2 separate regions of the Triticum aestivum genome follow, and region 2 is linked to region 1. The links are chromatin contacts, called in public Hi-C maps. All regions are on one chromosome and are shown on one strand. Each heading gives the region's core, a stretch centred on a gene start, on an enhancer-like site or on the middle of the called end of the contact. The rest is flanking DNA. Distances are from core to core; before and after follow the strand shown.

The links. A called contact is a pair of places that touch in the nucleus more often than the background predicts.
Region 2: a Hi-C map of leaf shows a contact between it and region 1, with 7 times the contacts expected there. The contact joins the promoter of LOC123113242 here to the enhancer-like site in region 1. A contact is called at or near these places in 3 of 5 Hi-C or Micro-C datasets (leaf and root).

The regions. Positions count from the first base shown.
Region 1 is chr5B:562,962,656-562,965,401 of IWGSC CS RefSeq v2.1, forward strand. No RefSeq gene overlaps it. Among protein-coding and RNA genes, the nearest start is that of LOC123116933, 19 kb to the left of the region's middle. Within about 2 kb of position 1,431, at least 2 of the 8 cell types and tissues checked have an H3K27ac peak or open chromatin away from gene starts, as enhancers often do. A contact at or near this core is called in leaf, where this site is marked.
Region 2 is chr5B:563,023,857-563,026,602 of IWGSC CS RefSeq v2.1, forward strand. LOC123113242 (CBL-interacting protein kinase 7) reads left to right here and starts at 1,399. Exons shown (of 3, transcript XM_044534434.1): 1 at 1,399-2,746. The coding sequence starts at 1,487.

The DNA.
Region 1 (2,746 bases), core at 181-2,680:
GCCACGCTGCAACAACAGGAGCTCTCCCTGCCAGAAGAGATGTCGAGTGAGGGAGCAACCCTTCTGCAATCGTCGAATGAGCGAGCGTCGCATGTCAGTGTCCTCCGGCGGCGACTAGGGTTTTAGTCGGAGCCGCCCCACGAGAATGACGCGGAAGAGGCGAACGTTTCATGGCCCGCTTGATGCGATCGGATTTACATGGAGAGTTAAAACATTTTAAACCTTTAATTTTTCTAAAAAATAAAAACATTTTTTTGTGAAAAGGATCAAAATGTATTATAAAGATTCATCGAAAGTACAAAGCGCCTCAAATATAATAAAAATTATATTGAGGTACATGGACTACTCAACGACTATTACCGCCATCAGAACGAGCCACCGACGTGTCGCTGTCGCCGCTCCCATACTGGAGTCGGCCTAACCTTATCGATGACAACCGGAAAGTCTTCGTGCACGTGCCCCTAATCACCAGCACCCTGGAGCCGCAGGCGTCGCCGTTGAATGTTTGAATCGATCTCAAGAACCTAACACCAAATATCGCCGTTGCATATGCATGGCGAGAAACCCTAACTCACCGTCCCAAGAAGCGGGCAGGAATCAATGTCGAAGCTCCGTCTAATCCGTCCCAACGGATGAACTTGAGGAGGATCGGAGCCGGAAAGACTGACTCGAATAAGGAGCGCCGCCATCCGTCTAAACGATGCCCCTACGAGGATTAAAATCCTACCTATTTACTAGTGCGAGTCGAGATATCAGGATTCTCCTCCATGCCACCGGCCGCCGGAGCGGCAGACAGAGAGGGAGACGAATCCACAGGTTCACCGGCGAAGATCGAAGGGAGGAAGACTTTCCCAAATCGCCTTGGAGAGAGGAAAGAAAAGCCCCACGTAGAAAATAAAAACTTGATGACTCATTGTTTGTACCGTAGTGCAGGCATGCTTTTGCAACATAGCTCGTACATCCACCTGTAGTGGTGCCCTACAATAATATTATTACATACGTACAAAGTGCTCACAATAGTATAGGATCATTTACCATATGCGTCTCTACAAGGCCAGAACCATTCTTCCCCGGGGAAAAAGATCTTGACGGGGGGCGAGGGAGGCTCAACCACCAGCCTGGCCGGAGCAGGTGCCGGCCGGTGGCTTGGCCACTACCTAGAAAATTTCATATAAAAACAAGTATAGTCACCAATGGAGCTTTGCTTTCCCTAACACCATTTGTCTTTGTTTAAGCAAAAACCCAGGGGCTGTAGGCCCGATTACAGGGACGCTGTTGAGACGAAAACAAGGCGCCCGATTGGCTCAATCTTTCTGGTTCGTATCTTTGTCCTTTAAGCACGTTCTAATTTAGTGTTTACAGTAGCGAACAACGGCGATGGGCTCCATTGACAAATTCGCCGGACCGCCCTACCCACGAGATATTTATCGCTGTTGTTCCTCAGATGATACGGACCACACATTGTGCGATTCGCAGTGTGGGTCGATGGTGACTGCCAACCATGAATTGTCAAGATTTGCTCCCGAAGATTTTTGTTTCTGCTTCCTCCGAGTGGCCCATACGAATTTATTGACAGAGGGAGTACTAATTTTGGGTTTGTCCATGAACAGCAACGTTGACACTTTGAATTGCTGCTAAATACGGAGCACTCATCAGCCGAGACCATTTCCCCGGCAGAACGCCGTCAGCGGAAGTGTGCCATGGTTAACTGTTCAAGTTCAATTGCATGCACTGCTCGACGAAATTAGTGGGGCTGTTTCTGAAGGCATGCATCATCACTCTACGTCAGCCCTCTAACAACTTTGCAATAAATATTCTGAGCGTGGAATTAATAGATCTCGGATCTAGACCTCCACCAGGTCAATTCTGTGCTTGAACCACAACATCATCAAATGTTAAACACCGCCATCAACCGAACCTTGACAGCGAAATGCGGATCTAAAGCTTGGCTCTCATTTCACGCGAGATCGCTATCTGTCGAATTGGATGGCCTACACGAAGGTGTGGTTAATTCATGCCTAATCATGTAGGGTTCTTAGCTTACCTGTCACCGTCTGTCATTATATTTAAGCTAGAGATAGCTGCATTCCACCCCGTTGTTCGATTGTATGTTAGCGAGTTGTTTAGTCCGCGCGGCCTTTGCCATACAGACATTTATACTGCATAAATATGCGTAACTATGCTCCAAACTAAAGCATCATCAACGTTAGAGCAACGCTAATAGCTCCAGTGTCCTTCAAAATAACTACCGTTACAGAAAGTTGAGGCAAAAAAGGGCCTCCAATCAGTGGCGGAGCCAGGAAAATGAAATGAGGAGGGCCGAAAGCTATTAAGCTTTGTTAGGGAAGGCCAACACATCAAGGTACACCATTTTAACAGCAGATAGTTACTTGCTCACATGCATATTAGGCTTAAATAAGGGATGTTAGGGGGGGGGGGGGGGGGGTCAGGGCCCCTGCTGGTCCCCCTGTCTCCGCCACTGCCTCCGCCACTGCCTCCAATAGCTTCGTAAACCCGATTTTTTTTACATGACCCCGTATAATTGCCCAAAACGCCCCTCCGTAAAATTTTGGCGGGCACTCGAGGATTATGCTTCACTAACCTGCTAGTGCTTATTATCGGACACGGACACCCGTTTTTTTTAAACGGGCAAAAATGTTTTTTTCTTATATTGATATAGGAGAAGCAAACAGGGGTATGGCAAGAGCCAAAAACAAAAAAAAATGAGGAAGGGGGCGAACACCGC
Region 2 (2,746 bases), core at 149-2,648, 61 kb after region 1:
TATCCGGGCCGTGCTTTTTTCCTTTTTCCACTATCATCCTGAGAACAATGACAATATGTTTCAATATCAATAATAAAAAAAATCACGAAACCCTGGTTTTTTACGGTGAGATTTCCATGCGTCCAAATCGTGTAATTAATGTCAACGAATAAACCGAGAAAAATGAAAGAAAATCGAGAATTTCGCAGGGTGGGAAACGAAGCGCTGCGCCCATCTCAGGTGGCTGGCCAGAGATGTTCCAATCGTGAAGGTTCCGGCTGCCGCAGGCGACGGGAGCACGGCCGCTGTTGACCTCTGGCACACGCCAGACGGCCAGCCAGTGCACCGCGCTGGAGCGCGACTGGAACCAGCCGCGCGGCCACACGGCGGTAGATCTCCCCTAGCCGCCGTCCCCTTTCGCGGAAAAAGTCTGCGCCACCTCGATCGGCGTGGTTCTCCTGATATTTCTGCGCCCCTTCCCTTCCTCTCCGCGTCCACTAGTACAGCAAAGCCCAGCTTCGCGGTTCATGGGGGATGATTCCCTCCTACGCTCCGGGACCCAGCCCCACCAGCAGCTACTGCCTTTCTCTCTTGGCCCCCGGCAATAGCAAGGGCCGACATGCCGATATACGTGCAAATTGAGTGACACCAGCAGGGACGGGAACACCTCCCCCTCCCCACAAACCAACAAATTTGTGCATAGGCCGGTAGCTTCTACAGTGAGATCTTTTTTCACAACTTCTCACTACACAGCAACACTCCATTTCCAAAAGAAATAAAAGTTGTCAGTTACTTGCTTTTTTTCCAAATAAAGCTATTTTCACTGCACATCTTTTTAGAAGAATTATTGAACGTTAATTAGACAGTTTGTCAGGCGTGCGCCTTTATTTATTTATGTACTTGGATACAAACCGACGATTCTGCGTTTAGTTCGAGTGTAAGGTCTGGCATGTTTGCAGAAATGAAATGAAATAGAAAGAAAATAGTACAAGATGAAATCTATACTTGATGAGGTAAAAGACAACTTGGCGCAGATATTTTTTTATCGGATTTTGGCATATATATTAGTATATTTTACACTTGATATTTTATAAAGGATTTTTATCACACGTAGATCTAATATATATCCAGGTGAAAGCACACTGACAGCTCAGTCCTCACCGTGACCTGTGAAGTCCAGCTTCGGCCGGACCATATCTTGCTGCCAATGAAGAAGATCTAGTTTTATTATGCTTAATAAAACGAATATTATGTAGTAATATCTACGGTCCAATTACTATTTGTTTCTCCGAGGCGAATGCACGAGAAGTAAACACTCTTCTGCCAGCACTAATACAAAAGCTAGAGACAAAAACAGAGAGCCCACTAGGGCATAAACAACGTGAGGAGCCCAACCACGGTCGCCCCAATATATACCGACGCCCCCTGTAAACCACAGCACCACCGCGTAGCCCGCCACGCCAGCCAGAGCATCCCGCCCGCTCTCGCCTCGGTGTCGCCGCCGCCCATGGCCGTCGCCAAGAGCAAGGCAGGCAAGCACGCCGCCCCGCTGCTCGGCAAGTACGAGCTCGGCCGCCTCCTCGGCCGCGGCACCTTCGCCAAGGTCTACCACGCGCGCTCCCTCGTCGGCGGCGAGGCCGTGGCCATCAAGGTGCTCGACAAGCCCGAGCTGGCCGCCACGGCCGGCATGGACGCGCGCGTGCTCGGCGAGGTCTCCGCCATGCGCCGCCTCCGCCACCCCAACGTGCTGCGCCTCCACGAGGTGCTCGCCACGCGCTCCAAGGTCTACCTCGTCATGGAGCTCGCCCCCGGCGGCGACCTGCTCTCCAGGCTCGCCTCGCTCCCGTCGCGCCGCCTCCCCGAGCACGCCGCGCGCCGCGTCTTCCTCCAGCTCGTCTCCGCGCTCATCTACTGCCACGCGCGCGGCGTCTCCCATCGCGACGTCAAGCCGCAGAACGTCCTCATCGACGCCGACGGCAACCTCAAGGTCTGCGACTTCGGCCTCGCCGCGCTCCCGGAGTCCCACCGCGACGACGGCCGCCTGCACACCGCCTGCGGCACGCCCGCCTTCGCCGCGCCCGAGGTGCTCCGCCGCAAGGCCTACGACGGCGTCAAGGCCGACGCATGGTCCTGCGGCGTCATCCTCTACGTCCTCCTCGCCGGCCGCCTGCCGTTCGACGACTCCAACATCGCCGAGATGTGCAGGAAGGCGCACCGCCGCGAGTACACGCTCCCGGAGTGGGTGTCCCAGCCGGCGCGACGCCTCGTGAGCCGCCTGCTCGACCCAAACCCAGCCACCCGCCTCACGGTCGCCGAGCTCTCCAGCCACCCGTGGTTCAAACGGTCGCTCAGCCTGGACTCGCAGCTCGGCAGCCTCCTCGGCGGCGCGCCGGAGCGCGACCTCTTGTTCCAGGCCCCGCCGACGCTCAACGCGTTCGACATCATAAGCATGTCGCCGGGGCTCGACCTGTCGGGACTCTTCGGCGAGAACCGGCGGAGCCGGGAGAAGCGGTTCATGACGACGGCGTCGCCGGAGCAGATGGTCGAGCAGCTCGGGCACTCGGGCGCAAAGCTCGGTTACTTCATGGTGGGCAAGAAAGGAGTAGAGCGGCTGCCACTGGGCGGCCTGTCGGGGCTCGTGGCCATGTCCATGGAGATGTCGGAGGTGGCGCCGCCCCTGATGCTCGTCGAGCTTCGGCTGGAGGCAGGCGACGAGGAGGAGGTCCAGGCGTTCGGATGGGACGCGCTTAGGACGGAGCTTGGGGAG